2 separate regions of the Hordeum vulgare genome follow, and region 1 is linked to region 2. The links are chromatin contacts, called in public Hi-C maps. All regions are on one chromosome and are shown on one strand. The core of a region is the stretch at or near the end of the contact, and the rest is flanking DNA. Distances in the headings are between cores, read along the strand shown. Region 1 holds the start of LOC123452215 (beta-hexosaminidase 1). Region 2 holds the start of LOC123452028 (legumin A-like).

Region 1 (6,328 bases), core at 886-3,385, 290 kb before region 2:
GCTCTGATTTTGAATATGAACCCTTCCATAGATTTGGATATGATGGTATCTCCAATGGAAAAGATTGTTCGTCGATGATATGCCAATGAAGAACGTTCTACTGGACACAACTCTAGTTTGAGTATGAAGCTATGGAGGAAGGAGAGGTAATTCAGGTAAACTACTGGCATGATCCCAAAGATAATAGGTTACCAGCTTAGAAAATGACATGGAGTCAATGACTTGCTTTATCACATCAACTGGGAGGTAATGCCTTGAGGTGTCTGCAACAGAAGTGACAGAGGGAAGACTAATCATCATGCCATTCTCCATTTACATTGCAGTCAATTACCCAGTCATATTAGCTTAAGCCTTAGAGTAATTGATACTTTACCTAGCATCAAGCCACGGAAGGCAAAGCGTGGTTCATCCTGAATGTACCATGGTGCATAGCGCACTTCAACATTTTTTGTGTCGTAGTTAAAAACACATAACTGACTGAATGTCTGTCAAATAATCCAACAAGGGGGGAAATTGTAATGCTGGTTAGTGAATGGATAAATCAGACCAAAGGCATCTTCAAGTGAGTGCTTATGACCAATATTCTCACACACAGGAGATTCTATGAGCTCTAACTAGCCCTTCAAAGATGGTAAAACAGGTGTACAAGTAGCAGGTTATTAACGTAGATATATACAAATGGGGGTCCCTCAAATCTCAAATTCTGCAAAACATGGCCATACCTCTAATCCGCGAATAGCTCCATATATGGTATTAGCCTACAAGGGCAGACAAACTAGCTTCAGTGACACTATGCTTGTGCATATAGAAGAGAGGTGGAACAATTCTATAAATATAAATAAGTTTCTTCCTGACAAAACTAATTTCCAATTGTCAAAACTCATGCATCTAACAGACCTGTTAGAATGTCTTATGTAAAAGGACTAAGTTGAGATACAAACACCTGTCACTGTACTATTGCCAGAAACTAACCGTAGTCGTTAAGTGCTCCACAGCCATTGACCATCACTTAAATCCAATTGATGTAATGTATAGCAATGTGAGCATTCCCCGTGGCAGCTGCTCAGCTGCTCGTAAGATAACCCAAGGTCAAAGTGTTTTGTGCCTAGAGTTCATTACATGCATGTAAAGATCAAAGATGCACAAGATGTATAGCAAATGGAGTACCACGCCCTCCAATCCAAATTATTAGTTCCAATTCTGTAGTAGTAAACATCATGATGATTCATCATTCCACGATTAAACACAGGAAACTAATTACAACGGAAAAATCTAGCCCAATTCCCAACGGAAAAGGCTCGCTTCCACATTTCACAACACACGAAAATATGTGCAAGCTTTAGCCCAAATCCCAACGAAAAAAGTTCATCCAAACAGAAACTGTATTATTAGATTATGCTGCATCTGCAGGAAAACAGCCCCCACATCTACTCACTACCAACGAGTAATTTTGAGAGAATTTTGCTGAAATTCTCTCAAAGCATTTCATCAAATCACTCAAAACGTAGGTATCTGATGGAATGGAAGAGAAGAAACACCACCTCTATGGTTGCTCCGCTGACGATGGAATTGGCGCCGCCCGCCACCGCGATGTAGATCGTGTAGCTCTCGTCCACTCCCAGCTCCAGCTGCATCCCAGAAAAAAAATGGAGAGAACTCACGCTGGCGTCGCGCCCTTACCCAGATGAAGCAAGCGACAGCCAAACCTCGGAGCATAGCAACACTAGGAACAGAGCAGCCGTACCGTCTCATCGGCGGAGGCGACGACGACGGTGAGCGTGGCGACGTCGTACCCCGCCGAGGCGGGGCGGGCCGCGTGCGCCCACGGGGAGAAGATGAGGGACCTGTACCTCCCGAACGCCTCGGCGACGGCCGAGGCGCCGCCGCCGGGGCCCCGCGGGTCGAGCGCGAGGTCGGGGTCGACGGCGAGGGTCCGCGTGCCGGAGGTGAAGTTCTTCGGCAGCGGCCAGATGTACACCGGGTTCCCCGTGGCGGTGGAGTTCGCCGGGGTCGGGTGGCGCCGGGCCGCCGCCGCGCCGGAGGCGGAGACGGCGACGAGGGCCAGGAAGAGGCAAGCGAGGAGCTCCGGGGGCATTTTCGTAAAATCCGTAGGGATGATTCTCGGGGTTTTAAATTGTGGTTGGGTGAGAGAATCATCTCGTCGAGGTTAATGTATGTATATGTGGCGCGAGATGCGAGCGGTTTTTCGTTTGGCCCCTTGGTGGTTTCGCGTATCGCGTTACGGTCCAGTCACTTGCTAGCGAGTAGTACTACTGTAGTAGAGTAGCTCATATGGATAGGGATTGCCGTAGAGCTACGGATGGAGTGGAACGGAAATACAGGTGACGCGGGGGTGTCTTGCGCGAAGCGGGCCAGACAGACAGAGACAGCGGCCAACAACCAGGTGGTGGCACGCCGGGCCGGGGGGTCAATGATCCGCGCCAGCTCACGGGACCTACCAGCGCCGGTGACCACGCCACGCAACGCAACTAGTGACTGCGTCCCCCTCGTGTGTTGTTGGCCTTTGCGTCTCTCTCACCGGCAGCAGCATCTGGGCTAGCTTCGTGCGTGTCCTTCAAAATGCATGGGCGGCTTTGGCATCTTGTGTGCGGCCAAGATCCACACAAGACCACACGCATGCATGTAGTGTTCCATTTCACGGTGAACTTACATGTTTTTTCTTAAAGGAAAACATAGCAATCCATTAACTAACTTAATACGCCGGGCACGTCGCCAGCTACAACTTCTGTTACAAACTCTCGGAATTGACCCATCCAGGTTTCTAGGCACCCGTTCCTCGTACACGCGCCATGCGCAGCTAAAGTGTGAGCCATTTTTGTTACATTCTCTACTGCGATATTTAACATCTACTTCCTCCGGGTTTTTTTTTTAAAATGAAAGGGGTTTCCCCCTGCCCCATTTTATTAAAATGAAGCAAGCAAAGATCCTGAACAAAGAGCAACGAAACTCCAACTACCAGCAGCCTAAACAATACCTCACAACCAAAGTACGCTGGAACTTATTGCAAGCCAAAATAGCCACCAAACTGGGGAGTTCAACAGACTCAAAGGAAAAAAGGCCTAACACCTAATCTCGCCCCTCCACGGTCATCTCCAGGCAATGCGAAGAAGCTCCCCTCGCCGTCTGTCCAATTGCCTGATGAATCCACGGATTAGTTCTGCTTGAGCGCGCCGAGAGCAAGATCTTCCATTGATCGAGATGAATCCCCAGCTTTGCAAGAATGCAGTTGACATTTCTCCAAACTCGCCCCTGAAAACACATTTCATTCCTAAGTTTCCAAACACTCCAAAGGGAGGCAGCAATAATCATATTAAGCACACGATTCTTCTTATGATCCCTCCTCCAAAGTACAATCGCATCATCAAAACTTAAAATGTCTTGGATATTAAGTGTTTCCACAAGGAAACCCCATACCTGTCTAGCAACGATACAATCAAACCAAAGATGTTGCACCGTTTCTTTACAGCTACAGAAGAGGCAAGAAGTATCATCAACAGGTCTACGTTTTTCTAAGTTGTCTCTAGTTAACACCTTATTATGCGCACATAACCACAGAAAAACATGAATTTTTTGGGGACATATCACTTTCCATAGACTCGATCATGTGGTAGAAACCACACCCCCAAAGTTAATCTGATGATAAAATGACTTAACTGTATATACACCTTTTGATTCAAGTCTCCAAAAAGGCTTATCCGGGTTACCAGACAGCCTTGACTGCTTAACCACTTCTACCAACTGGTTCCACAGAGCCAGTCCTGCCTGATCAACACATCGTCTAAACGACAACCTAAGTATATGGCCATCCCAGACCTGGGCAACACTGCAATCCACCTGATTACAAATATCATATAAAGGCCAAAATTGTGTTCTAAGGGAATATTCCCCAACCCACACATCTTCCCAAAATTTAATAGATTCACTATCCCCCAAATTCCATCTATAGAATATTTTAGCCCCACCCAGGGCCCAGGTAATACTCTTCCAGAAGGAAGAACCATGATTATTCCCACACCACAAGATGTTGCTGGAATTCTGCATATATTTATATTTAATAATCTTCTTCCGGTCTTTATCAGAATCATCAAGAAAACGTTTCCCCCGTGAAGCTAATAAGGACATGTTGAACTCTTTAAGATTAGGAATACCCAACCCCCCAAATTCTTTCTTCCTAGTAATCAGACCCCATTTAGCTAAATGATATTTATGTTGATCCTCAAGATCCCCCCAGAAAAAATGAGCCATCTAAGTATTAATGGAAGTAATCACCCACTGAGGAAACTTAATCATAGACATGAGATAAGCAGGAATACTAATAATGCAGGCACACAACAAAACAATTTTTCCTCTGTAGGTGAGAAATCTCCCCATCCAACCAGACAAACTTTTGATGATCCTATCAATGATAGGTTGTATATCTTCCCTCCTAAGATTATCATAGTGAAGGGGAACTCCAAGCTATTTAATTGGAAATTTCCCCATTTTGCAACAGAAAATCTGAGCAAAATCCTTAGCCAGAGTTTCTTCCACATTGATGGTCATAAGATCACTCTTGTGGAAGTTGATTTTCAAGCCAGAAAGGTTTTCAAAGCAGGTCAGCAACCACTTAAAGTGTCTAGCTTTATTTGCAGAACTCTCTAGAAAGAGAATAGTATCATCAGCATACTGTAAACTAATCACCCCTCCAGGTATAATATGAGGCAAAAGCCCCGCAATTAAATTCTGACCAACAGCTTTTTGCAACATTTTAGTAAACACATCAGTTACCAAATTAAAAAGCATGGGGGAGGAGGGATCCCCTTGCTTAAGCCCCCCCCCCAAATGGGGACCTACAGTATCATTAATTTTCACACTAAATGTGCTATTGATCATAATACTTTTAATCCAAGAAATCTACCTATTCCCAAAACCTCTAGATTGCAACATATCAAAGAGAAACTCCCAATTCACTTTATCATAAGCTTTTTCATAATCCAACTTAAGCACGAGGCCCTGAGACCCAGACTTCTTAACTTCATGGATCACTTCATGAGCCATCACCACACTTTCCAAAATATATCTCCCTTTGATAAACGCAGTTTGATTGGGAGAAATAAGTCTCTGCCCAATAGGAGCCAATCTATTGGTCATTGCTTTAGAGAATATCTTAACACAACAATTACTAAGACTAATAGGTCTAAACTTGGTCATATCTCGCGCATCCTGCTCCTTGGGGATGAGGACAATCAAAGCAAAATTAAGCCTATGAATGTCCAACTCCCCCCTCTCAAAATCCCTAACCAATGCCATAAAATCATGCTTAATCACCTCCCAAAAGGTCTGATAAAACAGGAAAGAAAACCCATCAGGACCAGGTGCTCCGTGGGCATAACTGCCAAAAATCGCAACCTTAATCTCTTCTTCAGAAAAGTCTTTTTGAAGAGAATCATTTTCTTCCATAGTGACCAGATCTCCTTCCTCCCAAAAAGAATCCCCCAGATTAATATTACGTTTTGGCTCGAAGCTAAACAGCTTTTTATAAAAAGATGTTGCTACATCTAGCATTTCTTCAGTAGAATGAACAGGGCCATCCTCACCCACCAACACCGAAAGATGGTTCTTACGATGTCTATTATTAGCAAGCGCATGGAAATATGCATTATTCCGATCCCCATCCAAAATACTACGATCCCTCGATCTCTGCCAAAAGGTCGTTTCCTCCTGTTTCCAGATAAGATCCAGTTCAGATTTGATAGCATTAATCCTATCTCTATCTTCTGCACTCAACTAGTTTTTCTCCGAAAACACGTCTAAAATATCATATTCGAGCAGAAGCTCTCTCTTCTTCTTCTTGAAATTAGGTTCCATATTAATACTCCAGCCCTTAATCTTCTTACGAAGTAGTCTAGTTTTACACATCCATTTATCTATCGGTCTACTTCCCTAAACAGGGGCATTCCAAATCTCTAATACTAACTCCTTAAACCTAGGTTGTGTAATCCACCACTTCTCAAACCTAAATGGTTTAGGAGAAGTAACTCTCCTCCCTCCAGTGTCAAGAATAAGAGGAGTATGATCACTACCCACTCTAGGTAAAGCAGAAAGCACAGACATAGGGAAGTGGCTATCCCAGTTGGCAGAAACCAACACCCTGTCAATAGCTGCAAAAATAGGATTTTCCTGATTATTACTCCAAGTATAACACCTATTTGCCACATTGATCTCCATTAATGCCCACTTATTAATCCAATCATTAAACAGATAAACCAGTTGATGGTTCACCACACCATTATTTTTATCAGTCACAGCCCTAACCAGATTAAAATCA
Region 2 (6,089 bases), core at 3,463-5,962:
GAACATCGCCATTGCCACGATCGTTAGAGCCCTGCACAGCGAGAGCACGTCGGTTTGTACGTCTTTAGACTCGTCAACTCGGTGAGAGATAGAGAGAGAGAGTTATGGCTAACGGACCAGGAGAAGATGGAGAGGATGATGCCGAGCCTGCGCCGCTTGGACGGCGGAGGAGGCGCCGGCCGGCGCCGCTTGGTCCAGCAGCAGCACAGGCACACGCACCAGCCGCTGGCGTAGGCGGCGACGATGACCTGGTTGATGAACACCAGGAACACCCCCAGGATGCCGAGCCCGGTCGCCGGCGGGCTCCGGTACACGCAGTTCGTCCCGTCGTACTCCACGGACTACACATACACATACACACACCCAAGCAAGCTCAGCTAGCACAGAACAGATGAGTACGATCGAGCTGATGAAATGAGAATTGTGATGCTCGATCCATGCCTTGGAGCTGTAGGAGTCGGCGACGAAGCCGATGGTGACCGCGACCGAGCCGAGGAAGCCCAGGACCGTGCACACCAGCACCGCGTCTTTCTCCATGTCGACCGGAGTGAGCAAACGGCTCTAGGAGACAAGCACGGCGTGTTGATCCATCACTTCTGCAGTTCCGCTGGTTAAAATTTATCAGTTTTGTACAACCAAGTCCAAGCATGATTTGGTCGCCGAAAGCTCAAGATCAGGTTATTTAGCAGCATGTGGGCGTAGTTTATCGTCCCACTGATGTGAACCTGTGGAAAATATATTTTGGATCTGCCAAAACAAGCAACTGGAAGCTATAACTTCAAAGTTTTTGTATATCACGTAGACTGATACATAATGTCAAAGTTTTTCTTTCGAATTAGAAAGAAAGGCACTGAAGAAATTGAAAACAACAAGTGGGCGCCTGCACAAAAACCGAAGTCAAGTAAAGGCATCAGGAAAAGTGTTTCCAAATCCTAATATTGTATTCCAACGGGAGATGTTCTGAAGAAATAGTTACAAAAGGTTGAAACAGAAGTAAAAAAGCACGCCAGGCAAACAAGGAGTAATTAAACAGCATTCGAGCAGTCACGTACTGAAGAAATATAAAACAGGGGTACTTTTAACAAGTGGGGGCCTGCTCAGAATGAACATGAGGCAACCCAAAAAAACTGAAGCCACACAAAGACAGCATGGGAAATAAAAATAGAATTGCTATGAAGATCATGTGTAAAAAGAAGTGTTCTAAATCTCAAAACAGAAGAAGTGAAAAATAGTCACAAAATTGAAGCATAGAAGGAAAAATTGAACAGCATATAGCACAGCAGGCAAACAATTTCACACGAATATAACGATCGATTGCGTTCTGAGCCCAGCTCGGACGGCAACAAACATGCTCACTCGATTTAACCGACGATGACCTGACAGTAACATTCTGTACTGCCAGGGGCATAACAACTAAGATAAATTGGCAGAACCACCACCAGCTCAACGGACAGAGTCAACCACGCTCAAAGAGTTTCAATCTCAAAACAGAAGAAGTGAAGAAATAGTCACAAAAGAGGAAGTTATGAAGAAACAGAAAAGAAGCACGCCAATAAGGAGAAACTAAACAGCATATAGCAACACAGGCAAACAATTTCACCAGAATTTAACGGTCGATTGCATTCATCAGTTCTGAGCCCAGATCGGCCGGCAACAAACACTCACACTCGATTTAACCGACGACGACCCGACAGCAACATTCTGTTCTGCCAGGAGGAACTAAGATAGATTCGCAGAGGTGATCGATTAAAACCACCAGCAGCTCAACCAACAGACTCAATCACGCCCATAGAGTTTCAATCTCCTAACTAAAATTTATTTATTCCTGCCTAAGGCGACCGGCCGATGCGCGACGAATGGCTCCTAGTTGGGGGCGAAGAAAATCTCGGAGTCCAGCCTCTTGGACCGGAAGAGCTTCTCCATCTCCGGCGTGGTGTTGAACGACGCCTCCAGCACCTCCGGCGAGATGGCCTTCCACACCGAGGTCTTCCCAGCAAGGTGGCTGAAGATCGGGCTGCACACATACAACATCATTAGCATTAGCTCGAAAGTCATGCATGAAATACAGAGTAATGCAATGCTGGCAACCAGTTTCAGGTACTCATTCTTACTTGGGGGTGGTGATGATAGAGAACCACTCCATGCCGGAGGCATCAGCGATCTTGGACACGACGTGGAAGCGGGGCACGATGAAGAGGCTGCCGCCCTCAATGCGGGTCTCCAGCACACGCTTGCCGTCAGGGCCAACGACCTGAACGCGGCCGCTGCCACGGACGATATAGGTCACCTGGTACGCTGAGTCACAGGAGAAGCCCGGGGAGCACATGGAGTGGGCGTCGATCCTGACAAGGTCAGCACCGAGCCCAACCTCCTTCACCAGGGGCAGGTTCACCGTGTTGAGCACCACCACGCGGCCACCGTTGGGGATGTCCACGTCAAGCTTGGCCTCAAGGCAGTTGAGGGCCATGTCCTTGCGGTCAGCATCAACCGGCTCCGGCAGCTTCTGCCCGGCAGAGAGCTTAACAATGCCAGAGGCTGGCTGGCTGGAGACGAGCTTGGCAGCGTCGTCCTCCTTGAGGTCCCAGGCACGGCCGACAAACTCGGTGGAGAAGCCGGTGAAGATACCGCTGGCACCGGTGAGCTGGAAGTTGGTGAACTGGCCAGGCCTGTGGCCCTTGGAGGTGTCGCCGAGGAAGAGGACGACGAGCTCAGTGGCAGACTCGGGGGTGTTGTGCCACCAGGTGACCACCCCAAAGGGGAGCGCCAGAGCGTCACCCTCCTTCACGGCGACCACCTTCTCCTTGGTGGCCTCAGGCAGCACAATGCCGCAGGTTCCCTTGCCTATCAATTAGGGATAAAAACCAGCATCAGTCAAAAGTTGGCAAGCAGTGAAAGAATGTTCCAACAAATTACTACCAATAATTACTGCAACGAAATACCAAACGGGGCAAATATTTGGATAGTTACTCTGTACATGCTATAAATGATCAAAACAGTTGATCATAAAAATTAACAGCAACAAAATTCCTAAAACAGATGATGTGACAATAGTATACGGTGGCATCATAATAAAAAGTACTGCATTGAGCAATTTCTTCAACAGTTTATTTAAGCAACGAAATTCCTAACAGACATGGATCATCACAAATTTCTTGTGTTAAAACTAGAGGGGCCGTCATGGATGCCCAAGTTGTGACATCAGAGAAGGATTTAAATAAAACAACAGGCTGGGACACAATTATGGCATGCTGAATTGATAAAGAGAGATGAACGATCACGACCTCTTAAACAAAAGGGAATTAATCAAAACGATAACGAGAATAATTCAATAAAGTACTAGAATAAGATATACTCCCTCCGTCCCAAAATAACTATCTCAAGCTTAGTACAACTTTGTACTAGAGCTAGTACAAAGTTGAGACACTTATTTTGGGACGGAGGGAGTAGCTGTGAACAAACTAGTGTTGTCATTGATTCCAGATGAGTGGGATGTGATGCAGACAGTTAAGCTGACGAAACTAAACAATTATAGCATGATTTCTGAGCTCATGTATTCGACAGATATATAATCTAGGAGAGCGACGACTCTGCTCAATTCCAATCTATTACTGCATTCGATATAAACAACAGACTAAAACCAACAAATTCTATTCATCCACGACCATCTACAATATAAAATTCAGCAAGTACTGCAAAACTACTTTTTTTTTTTTTTGTTAAACTGAACTGACGAAACTAAACAACTAGCACGATTTCAGAAGTGATCACACCGTGCAGCCGACAGACAAATCACGAGAGCGACGAGTCTGCCCAATTCCGATCCACAACTGCATCCGATCTAAACCAGAGACTGAAACCAACAGACTCCAATCTGTTGACTGCATTCGATCCACACAACGGATCGAACCCAACTAAGATCGATTAACCCGCGACCTTCTACAATTCGGTAAAGTAGAGCAACAGTATCTGTTTTCTTGTTAAACTGAACCGACGAAACTAAACAACCAGCACGATTTCATCGTTGATGGAGGCAAAAGGTAAACTTCCGATCCAAACCAGAGAGTGGAACCAAACAGAGTCGATCGATCAAACACGCGGCCATGCACGAACCGGAAATCCGGGGGACCGAACAGAGCGGGGTGGGAACAGCCCGGCACGGATCGACCGAGCCCGGAGACGGATTGGTGGGAGGGACGGGTGTATATGCGCACCTTGGAGGACGTAGGCGACCTTGGCGGAGTCGGAGTAGCTGGGGAGCGACATGCCGCCGGCGGCGAGCGAGAGCTTGGCGGCCCCGATGGAGGCGACGCCGAGCATGGGCAGCTCCGCCGGGCTCCACTCGTAGTAGGCGCCGCCCTCGCCGCCGTACGCCTTTGCCGGCTGCCTCGGGGTCAGATCCACCGCCATCGCCGCCGAACGATCGATCAAAGAGGGTGGTTGGTTGGCTGGCTGGAAGGGGAACTGGTTGCCGTGGCGAGCAGGAAGGAGGGTGCGATGAGGCGGTGTGGGATCGGTCGATCGATCGGGCGCCGCCTATTTATAGCCCCAGAGAAGGAATTTTTTTTTTTTACCGGTAGTTGGATTAGGATTGTGTTTAGCCCCGCCCAACTGGCCGTGGTTAGCGGGGGGAGTTCGTCTTATCCCCGCTAACGAACCAACTAACTAACCGCCTTCCGTTCTCCCTCCCTCCCGAGCGGACGTTGGGGACGCCCGGCGCTGACTGCCGGGGCCCGCCGGTCCGTTCGCCGGGCCCGCTTGGCAGTGGACGAGGGGCACTTTCTCTCTTGGATGCTGTTGAACGGAGCTGGCTTCTTCATTTGTTTGTTGGTTAGTTGAGGAATTATTGGCTCTCTTTTTTTGGAAACAATAATAATAATAATAATAAAGTAAAGGAAAAAACTTCACGGGATTTCTCATCTTGCCATGATTATAGATATAGAAGGAGAAAAAAAAGAAGAGAAAAGAAAAAGGCGCGACACGGGTATGGCGTGGGCACGGGGAAGCGCACGTCTGTCTCCGGAATCGTCCCCGCGCGCCTGTCGAGCGGACGGGTCCTGAAAACCGTAGCAAAATCTTTTCTTTTTTTTTTTTTGTTGTTTTTGCGGGGTAGCAAGATATTCCCGGCTCGGAAGATGATGAAGCCTCTGCATCTGGGAGCAGTTGAGTGACGCAACGGGCTTGCGAACGTACGTACGTGCCCATCATCGCCCGTGAGCACGAACCGGGAACCTTTTTTTTTTCTTTCTATTTCTTTCTGACGTAGAATGGTTGTGGGAGGAATCGATCCGTGGTCACGCGTTTGTGGTGTTAATTGTTCCCCACTCAGCTCGCGGCTCGGGTCCACTGGCAGAGCTACATGTAGCTCAGCAGGGGCCACGGCCTCTCAACCCAGATAAGGGTCGGTTCTTTTCTTGTCTTTCAAAATAGGGGACGGCTGCTACGAATCACCGGATGGTTTTTTTTTTAAGATTAACGTGTTCAGCTTATGGATTAGCATGTTGGTGGTCGTTGGATCTGGACAGCTTCACTGCAGTAGCGAAGCCTTGGCGGAGTTTCAACCCAGCACCGAGGGCGTCCGGCGAGCTCCGTTGCAGCCCCGACGGAGCTCCAATGCAGCGCCGACAGGTCTAACGAAGCTCCATCACAACTACAACCGAGTTTCATTGAAGCCCTGACGGAGCTTCAACGCAAAATCGACGGCTCCGGTGAAGCTCCATAACAACTCCGACCGAGCTCCATTGCAGCCCCGGCGGAGCTCCAACGCAGGCCGATGGCTTCGACGAAGCTCCATGGCAACTCCGGCCGAGCTCCATTGCAGCCCCGGGGGGCTCCAACACAGTATCCATGGGCTCCGGCTCCACGGGTCGCGTGCAACTTGCTACACTGCAGATCCGCCGCCATGGCGGACTCACGTTGCAGTTTCCCCTGGTCGACGACGAGATCCTAGATCACGGCGTTGTTGTGTCTGCGTCTAGAAAAGGGGGAAAAGGGAGAAACATGTGGAGAAGGAAGATTGCATAGGAGATAAGCCTGGAAAGGATGCGATGCGTGGGCTTCACTGGGACATGTGGCGCGAAAAAGAGGCGGTT

Evidence for each region. Hi-C and Micro-C count contacts between places; a contact is called where the count stands out from the background.
Region 1: a contact with region 2 is called in a Hi-C map of leaf, with 3 times the contacts expected there. The contact joins the promoter of LOC123452215 here to the promoter of LOC123452028 in region 2. A contact is called at or near these places in 5 of 6 Hi-C or Micro-C datasets (leaf and seedling).

Annotation. Positions count from the first base shown.
Region 1 is chr1H:20,118,076-20,124,403 of MorexV3_pseudomolecules_assembly, reverse strand. It overlaps LOC123452215 (beta-hexosaminidase 1), which reads right to left and starts at 2,135. Exons shown (of 15, transcript XM_045128864.1): 1 at 1,745-2,135; 2 at 1,542-1,628; 3 at 723-758; 4 at 374-485; 5 at 193-263; 6 at 1-97. The coding sequence starts at 2,095.
Region 2 is chr1H:19,831,373-19,837,461 of MorexV3_pseudomolecules_assembly, reverse strand. It overlaps LOC123452028 (legumin A-like), which reads right to left and starts at 4,712. Exons shown (of 3, transcript XM_045128635.1): 1 at 4,212-4,712; 2 at 2,112-2,841; 3 at 1,595-2,014. The coding sequence starts at 4,407. The coding sequence ends at 1,864. LOC123452127 reads right to left here and starts at 204. Exons shown (of 2, transcript XM_045128753.1): 1 at 118-204; 2 at 1-31. The coding sequence starts at 12.